2 separate regions of the Mus musculus genome follow, and region 1 is linked to region 2. Evidence: chromatin contacts called from public Hi-C data. All regions are on one chromosome and are shown on one strand. The core of a region is the stretch at or near the end of the contact, and the rest is flanking DNA. Distances in the headings are between cores, read along the strand shown.

Evidence for each region. Hi-C and Micro-C count contacts between places; a contact is called where the count stands out from the background.
Region 1: a Hi-C map of rod photoreceptor shows a contact between it and region 2, with 1.6 times the contacts expected there. The contact joins the enhancer-like site here to the promoter of Plekhm2 in region 2. A contact is called at or near these places in 5 of 39 promoter capture datasets (embryonic stem cells, frontonasal cranial neural crest, hematopoietic stem and progenitor cells and 2 more), 13 of 484 Hi-C or Micro-C datasets (the G1E-ER4 cell line, bone marrow-derived macrophages, conventional dendritic cells and 10 more), 10 of 115 datasets of contacts at active chromatin or transcription factors (the HPC-7 cell line, bone marrow-derived dendritic cells, bone marrow-derived macrophages and 5 more) and 3 of 9 other capture datasets (adipose tissue, bone marrow-derived macrophages and pancreatic islet).

The regions. Positions count from the first base shown.
Region 1 is chr4:141,703,094-141,707,334 of GRCm38.p6, reverse strand. Ddi2 (DNA-damage inducible protein 2) reads left to right here. Exons shown (of 10, transcript NM_001017966.2): 4 at 1,277-1,403; 5 at 4,096-4,223. Among named protein-coding and RNA genes, the nearest start is that of Ddi2, 18 kb to the left of the region's middle. Within about 2 kb of position 1,919, at least 28 of the 459 cell types and tissues checked have an H3K27ac peak or open chromatin away from gene starts, as enhancers often do. A contact at or near this core is called in rod photoreceptor, where this site is marked.
Region 2 is chr4:141,661,407-141,665,808 of GRCm38.p6, reverse strand. It overlaps Plekhm2 (pleckstrin homology domain containing, family M (with RUN domain) member 2), which reads left to right and starts at 1,663. Exons shown (of 20, transcript NM_001033150.2): 1 at 1,663-1,948. The coding sequence starts at 1,889.

The sequences.
Region 1 (4,241 bases), core at 670-3,169, 41 kb before region 2:
AAAGTTGACTGCTCCTTGCAGTCAGTGGTCTATGTCCTTATTTTCAGACTGTGTGTCTGGGATCATGGAGCCCACTCGTGTCAGGGTGTCTTTCAGGTCACCTTTTAGGTACATGGTGTTGGGAAGATTTAGTCCACGGGACGCTGCCTTGCTTTCCCTCACTTCTGTTTTCTTAAGACAATCAATATTAAAGCCCCCGACAGCGACAGCTCTGACTTAACAGAAGGTCTTCCTGCCTCCACTTCCTAAGTTTTATAGTTGTGCACAACAATGTCCAACTCCTAGTTTGTACACATCTACATACTGTTTGTTGTAATTACATCCTATAGTAATAGCACACCATGCTCTCTGTTACCTTTCTTGCACGTTTTCCATCGAGACCATGAAATTGTGGTAGACTGATTTATACTTAGTTTATCTGGCTTAAGGCAGACTGTAGAACAAAGGGAGTGAGCCCAGGTGAGAAAGGGATAGCACAGGGCTCTGCTTCATTCCTGGTGGCAGGATAATGAATGTCATAGGGGAGTAGAGAAGAGGAGGCATCTTTCTGCCATACATGGCCTTGCCACACTTGGCCATATTGAGAAGCTGTTGACTGAGTAGAAACAACATAATAGGAATTTCTAGTAATAATAAAGAGGGACAATAAGAGTAGCGGAGGTGGCTGATCTGGTGAGGATGAGCTAGCAGATTTGAAGTCAAGTCTGACAATCCAGGGTCAGCCTTGGAACCCCATAGAGTAGAAGGAGGGAGCTAACTCCCACAGATTACCCCTTCTCACCACCACTTGCCGGCTGAGGCTGCACAAACATACACATGGCTCTGTACACACAAATGTATGAGGAGAGAATTGCCGAGTTCATTGTTGTCTTACACCCGGGGAATCCTCGGACTAAGGAAGCTGGAGCAGAAATCTGAGGTCAGAATGGTAAGTAATGGCGAGTGACACATTCTTGTCTTCTAACTTTTAAGCTAAGGAGTACAAGGTTGTGGCTGGGAAGATTTTGTTCATGTATACATCTAAAATAAAAGGTTTTTGTTGTTTTTTTGAGACAGGGTCTCTCTGTGTAGCCCTAGCTGTCCCGGAACTTGCTCTGTAGACCAGGTTAGCCATGAACTCAGATTTGCCTGCCTTTGCTTGTATATCCCAAGTGCTGGGATTAAAGTCAGGTGCCACCACTGCTCAGCTGGGGTGGGGGGTGGCTTTTTTTAAATTATGGATTAAAAAAAAGAAAGTGTAGAGCTAAATATGTGCCCCCCCCCTCCATTTTTGTAGAGAAATTCTCTAGGGTCTTGGTGGAGCAGCAGCAGGACCGAGCCCGGAGAGAACAAGAACGGATTCGTCTGTTTTCTGCTGACCCCTTTGATCTCGAAGCTCAGGCAAAGATAGAAGAAGATATAAGGTAAGATCCATCGATCTAACGAGCAAGCTCACAGCATCCAGGTCATCGGGCTGGATGTCTGCTCCCCTGTCTCCAAGCTGAGAGAGTAACCTAAGTCTTTTCAGGTGACTCTGCTTCATTGTCCCCTCGTTCTGATCCAGTACTTCAAAAATACTTAATGGCTTCCTACTTGGGTTTTGTGAACTCTGATTAGCAGACAAAACAGCTTGTCCTAGGCTGATGGAGGAGAAACCCCATCTGCTAAAATCAGTAGACCGGCTATGACAGCTGATTTCAATCCTGATTAAACCAGAGCTTGATGGTGATTGGATTAGAGAGCTCTGCACAAGTGGCATCTGGTAGTCCAGAGTCTGTCTTCTTTCTGCTTTCCTTTGCTGTCTCAGTTGGTGGATAAGCTCTTTGCCTGGCCCATTTCCAACTCCGAGCCTCTGATGCAGTGGGTCTGTGCTAGGGCTGTATTAAAAGCATGCAGTATGCTTTTAAAACTGTAGGTGCCCGAGTCTTCTCTCTAGTCTGTGAGTCAGGATCTGCCAGAGTGGAGCCCAGGCAGGCGCAGTGGTGCTGACAGAGTGCTGGCCCATCACTAGTCATAAGCAAGATGCTGCCTGAATAAAATGGCATCTGCTCCCCAACCCCAAGTCAGGTTTAGGTGCTGATGGCAAAAACCCTGTAAATACAAGGAGCAATTCTTGTATTCTGCTAAGTGGGGTGGGAGCTTTATCTGTAGTTACCTAGTTTGCTTGCTTTATTATACTCAATGGCTCTCCCCACCCTTTTGCTTCCATTGGGAACCTTGCCATTCATGCTTGCTAGACTAGTTTTTTATTACCAGGCTGCATCTCTGGCCCTCTGACTGGACTCAAAATTGAAGAAATACAAATTATATTCTAGAATTAATTGAAAGCCCTAAGCTATTTGCTCAAGTCGGTTGTGTTTCCCCCACTCTCTTGCATAGTTAGGCAAGTGTTCAGTCACTGAGTCAGCCTCAGCTCTGTTTCACATTTTATTTTCAGACAGGATCTTCACTAAGTTGCCAAGCTGGCCTTGAACTGTTTCCTGCTTTGGCCTCTACACTAGCTGGGACTGCAGGTTCTAATCAGAGATTTTTGACTGTCTGTGGACATGACTAGCTGAGTCTGCCCAGAGAAACAGTTTGTTCTTACTGTGTCACATTGCAGCTGTAAGGGAGCCTGCCATTGACGGAAGCATGGTTGCATTCATCCTGGAAAAGGAAAGGGGTGGGAAAGCACATAGACAGACTCTGCAAGTAGAGTGAGTGCAGCATATCCAAGCAGGTCCTTTCCTACAGGGGGCCGTAAAGGAAACTGGGAGATGTGAAGAAAGCAGATCGCTCCATACCCCAAGCTGACCAGACACTGCTGTGTATCTGGGGCTGCCCTGAAGCCCTATTTGGTTGGTTGGTTGGCTCACTGGATTTATTGTTCTTTGAGATGGGGGCTAACTGTGTAGCACTGGTTAGTCTTGAACTCAGAGATCCACCTACCTCTGTGTGTGCCACCATGCATGCTAAATATTTAGTTTAATTTTATTGGTGTGTGTGTGTGTGTGTGAGACAGACAGACAGACATGACTGTTGGTGGCCTGTTGTATTATCTGGCACTGGAATCACAGGCAGCTGTGAACTGCCTAACGTGGACGCTGGGCAAACTCAGGTTCTCTGGGAAACAGTAATCACCAAGACCACCAGGTCATCTTTCCAACCCAAGGAATGTGGTCAAGTCTAGCCAGAATTAAAACATTTTTATTACAGTTATTTGTTGGGGGTGTGTATGCGCGTGTGTGACAGTCAGAAGACAACTTGCTGGAATTAGATCTCTCCTTTTTCCTTGTGGAACCTGGGGACAGAACAACCTTTTCACAGGGGTCACATACTTACATTATGATAATGTAAAATGGTAGCAAAATTGCACTTACGAAGTATCAACAAAATAATTTTATGATTGAGGGTCACCATACATGAGGAACTTCATTAGGAAGGTTGAAACCACTCTCTTAAACTCTACCCAGCTACCTCTGCCGCTTAAGGTTGGTATTATGAAGGTCACCATCCAGCAATGCATTGTTTAAAAGAAAATATTAGCTGTAAGTTCTGGCACATTCCTTTAATTCCAGAACTCAGAAGGTAGAGGCAGACAGATCTCATGAGTTTGAGGCTAACATGCTATTCAGAGCAAGTTCCAGGACAGCCAGAGCTACAGAGAAACCCTGTTTCAAAAAAAAAAAATCCGAAAATAAAGGAGCATTCTTGCAGGGTATAGTGGTATATATTATATAATCCCAACACTGGAGAGGCTGAGATGAGAGGGTTACAAGTTCAAGTACAACCTGGGCTGTATACTAAGAACCTGTCTCAAGTAGTATTCATGAAATTTCAATATTTGGTAAGATAAAAAGGGCAATGACCTTGCTTTCTAGGAGTTTTTCCATCTTGAGCTTTTAAAGAAGAATAATTTAACTTGAGGATGGTTGTTATGCTGTGTTAGGTGGTCTCCAACCTGTGTCTCATTGTCCACTGCTGAGTCACCTATTCACCTATGAGGGAACATAGAATCAATTTCCATTCTGTGACTCTGCTGTCCCAGTTCGGGGAAAACCCACTTTCACATGAGTTCCTTCGTGGTGTTCTTTCCTGGGAGCGGGGCTTCCAGTGTCATGCTCTGGCTTGTTGCAGGCAGCAGAACATCGAGGAGAACATGACGATAGCTATGGAGGAGGCCCCGGAGAGCTTCGGCCAGGTCGCCATGCTGTACATCAACTGCAGAGTGAACGGGCATCCTGTGAAAGCCTTTGTCGACTCAGGTGACAGACGGCAGGGAA
Region 2 (4,402 bases), core at 414-2,913:
TTGAAGACTAGGGAGCCAGAAGGGAGAGTTTTGGTGTCTGAGAATTAAAGACTGGATTTATTGCTCTGTGAGGTTATGTTTATTTTGGGACCAAACTTAGAGAAGTGATCCAGGTAGGAATCAGAACCCAAGTGTAGATAGAGCTGGTGCCTTTGGGCAGGGCATGTGTTCAGTGAATTATGCTGGACTTGGGGCTGATGGAGGGAAGCCTGCAGTAGGATACAGTGGAGGGAGGTGTGTCCTTTGTTTGTTTGTTTGTTTTTTCGAGACAGGGTTTCTCTGTGTAGCCCTGGCTGTCCTGGAACTCATTCTGTAGACCAGGCTGGCCTCAAACTCGGAAATCCGCCTGCCTCTGCCTCCGGAATGCTGGGATTAAAGTGTGCGCCGCCACTGCCCGGCTTAGTCACCTTCCTATTGCTATGATGAAACACCATGACCAAAGCTACTTGGGGGTGGAGGAGGGGTTTATTTGGCTTACATGTCCCGAATTACAGTCTACTGAGGGATGCTAAGTCAGGAAGTCAAACCAGGCAAGAACCTGGAGGCAGGAGCTGATGGCTTGTCTTCCCCTACGTTGCTCAGCCTGCTTCCTTATAGAACCCAGGACCACCAGTCCAGGGATGGCACCACAATGGGCTGTGTTCCCTCCCACCCCCCATCAATCACTAATTAAGAAAATGTCATACAGCCTTATCTTATGGAGGCGTTTTCTCAACTGAGTTTTTCTCCTCTCAGATGAACCTAGCTTGTGTCCCTGGTCGAGCTGACACAAAACTAGCCAAGACAGAGGGTGTGAGGGCCGATAGGGAAGAGGGCTTGTTTTGGAAGTAGAAGATACCTTGAGAACGGTGAATTGGAGTGTTGGAGAGGATGGAGGGCTGAGCTCTGGCATCAGGGCAACGTTGGGTGCTGGAGTGGCTCTAGGCGGTCCAAACCTCGGAACCCTGGGGTGTGCGTGGAGCAGTTGGAAAGGAATAGGTAGGTGTCTCTGCCAGGCCAAGCCTTGTCTCCAGAGTCTCTCGAGTATTCGGGTATATCTGGGGCCCCTTGTGGGCAAGGGTGAGGAATGTCAGGTTTGGAATGAGGGAGGGGCCCCGTCTGTCCTGGTCCTGAGTGGGGTCTTCAAGGAGTTGGCCGGGTCCTGGAAGGAGAGCCTTTGAATGTTACAGGGAAGGGAAGTGTGGGCAAGGAGAGAGGGAGCAATATCTAAGGAGCTGGGGCAGTTTTTAGGCCCGTGCAGGGCCTTGCTGCAAGGGGTTAGGGGAACGACAACACGGACAATACGGTATCTCAGAGGAGCTGGGAGGGGGCCCGGGGTCTGTGAGGTTCCCGGGGTCTTTGAGCAGGGTGGCTCTGGAGATCGGTGAGCTCCCAGGGTCTCATGAGGAGTTTGTGCAGGATTGGGAAGTGGGAGGCGAAGTCTTTGAGTCCCAGCGTGTTTGAGGTCCCGAGGCTCTGCGGTGCCGGATCTATGCGATTCTGGCTCTGTGAGGTCCTGGGTCTATGCGATCCGGGCTGTGTGAGTCCCCTAGGTCTGCAGGTCCCCGGGGCTCCGGATCTCTGAGCTCCCAGGTCTCCATCGCCCCGGGTCTCGGAGGAGGCGGGCCCGCCTGGTCGCCGCCGTCCCTCCCGGCCGGTGCTGGCGCCGCCCCGCCTGACATCAGTTCCTGCGGCCGCGCAGGGCCCGCGTCTCCTTCCCGGCTCGGCGCTCGGGAGGCGGCGGCGGCGGAGCGAGGCCCGGGCGAGGCGAGGCGAGGCGAGACGAGGGCGGCGGGCGCCGGGGCCCGCGGCCGGCACGACGGAGCCCCCGCACGGCCGGCGGCAGCGGTTGGCGGCGGCCCCGGGCTCCCGGCGTGGGAAGCGGCGGCGGGGCGGCGGCGGCAGCGCCATGGAGCCGCGGGAGGTGAAGGACCGAATCCTGGAGAACATCTCGCTGTCGGTGAAGAAGGTGAGCGGCCTCCTTCGGCCCCGACCCCCTCCCCGGTCCCCGTCGCTAGTCCCCCCCGGGTCGCCTCCATGACCGGGACCCCGGGCCACTGTCGTCCTGGCGACCCTGGGCCCTGCTGGAGAAGCAGGCGACTCCCGGGAGCGCCGCGGCCTCCGAGCTATTTTTAAAGAACAAAGTTGAGGTCAGCGTCCTCGGAGCTCCCCGGTGCCCGAATCGGCCTTGTCTTCCCGCGACTGGCCCGTGACACCTCGGGAAGGCTGCGGGTAGGACGGGGCAGGGAGAGCATCCTCGAGGAATCCACTGCATCTTCCCTCCCTCCCTCGGGGCAAAGGCCGAGAACCAGCACCTGCTGGTCACCCCAGCTGTGCCCTGCGACATTGCTTGGGGACCCACGGAATCCCCAAGTCGTCCTAACTCCAGGATGGCAGTTTAGAAAAAAGCGAGTTACAGAGCTCTGAGTGAGGACCTGAGGTGTCTAGGGTTGTAGTTTTGGAAGGTAAGCCGTGGGACGGTGACACTATGACACTTTGGGTTGGGGCTTGTTAGTATTGGTCATTGCCCCAATTCCTGGTAGGAATGACTACCTGTCAAGGGCACGCACAGGGGTGAGGAGACAGGCCAGCCTCAGAAGGCTGGGTGTGGTGATGCATCTCTGTCATCCAGCACACAGGAGGCTAAAGCAGAGTCCTGAGGTCCAAGCTAGCCTGGACTACATAGTGAAACCGAAAAATAGAGGAGTGGGGAAGATTGACTAGCCTGCCTTCATGCTTTTTCTGTGTGTGTGTGTGTGTGTGTGTGTGTAACTATACTTTAGGAGCTGTGTGTGTGTCCGTATGTAAATGGGAGAGTGGAGGTCAGAGGTCAACTTTTGAGAATTGATTCTCTCCTATCCTGTTAATTCCAGTACTCAAACTCAATGTGTAAGTTTTGGCAGCAATGCCTTCACCCACTGAAGCATTTCTCTGGCCCTCTTCTTTCTTGCTTTTCTTTTCTTTTCTTTTCTTTTCTTTTCTTTTCTTTTCTTTTCTTTTCTTTTCTTTTCTAACAGTCTCACTATACAGACAAGGCTAACCTCAAACTCTCCCTCCAGAGTGCTGGCCTTAAAGATGAGTACCACACCGCCTGCCTCCTTTAGGGTTCTTTGTGCATAGAGGCACATGCCTTTGATCCCAGCATTTGAGAGGCAGAGTCAGGTGGGTTTCTATGAGTGTGAGGCCAGCCTGGTCTACATAGTGAGTTCCAGGACAGCCAGAGCTACATAGTGAGACTGTATCTTGAAGAAAAAACAAACAAACAAGAAAACCAAAACAAACAAACAAACAAAAAACAGAAAATAAAAAATAAAAAGGTTTCTGCTTCTAATAAGGCCTACTCCAAGAGAGGAAGCTAGTGGTGGCCATTTAGTTTGAAGGAAGCTGCGCAGTTCTAATTCTCTCTCTGAACAACTAGCCGGGTGCTGGCTCACACCTTTAATCCCAGCGCTCAGCTGCTAGAGGCAGGTGGATCTCTGCAAGTTCAAGGCCAGCCTGGTCTACAGAGGAGAGTGCTACCACAGGCAGGGAAGGCTAAATGAAGAAACCCTGTCTCTAAAAATAAAACCAAGGGCTGGAGAGATGGCTCACGGGTTAAGAGCACTGACTATTCAGGACAAAGGTCCTGAGTTCAAATCCCAGCAACCATGTGGTGGCTCCCAACCATCTGTAATGAGATCTGACGCCCTCTTCTGAAGACAGCTACAGTGTACTTAGATATAATAAGAAATAAATCTTTTTAAATTTTTTTAAATTTAATAAAATAAAACCAAAACAAACCAACCAACCAGAAACAAACAAACAAAAACCTCACAAAACAAAACAACAGCTAGAAAGTTCAGCTCCGGGGCTGGAGAGATGGCTCAGCAGTTAAGATCACTGACTTTTCTTCCAGAGGTCCTGAGTTCAATTCCCAGCAACCATACGGTGGCTCACAACCATCTGTAATGAGATCTGATGCCCTCTTCTGGTGTGTCTGAAGACAGCAACATGGTACTCATATTCATAAAATAAATAAACAGATTTAAAAAAAAAAAAAAGTTCAGCTCCCACCATAGACACCGAGGCTGAAGCAGCCATGGCAGACCTGGTAAGATGGCCAAAGCAGGGAAACTGGCTTGCAAGCCAGAGTTGGTGTGCAAACTGGATGACTTGGGTTCAATCTCCAGAACTCACGATGGAAAAAGTAAATTCAAAACAAAACAAAACAAAAAAAAATGCTGCTGGACAGATAGCCAGGTCAGTGGCTAAGAGCACTGGCCTCTTTTCCAGAGAATCTAAGTCAGGGTCCTAGCTCCTAAGCTGAGTGGCTAACTACCGCCTGTACACCAGCGCTGCATGCCTGTGTGCGTGTCTCCCTGCACCAACACACAAGGAACCTTTTAAACAGCAGCCGTTGTCTTCCAGAAGACTCTGTGTTGGT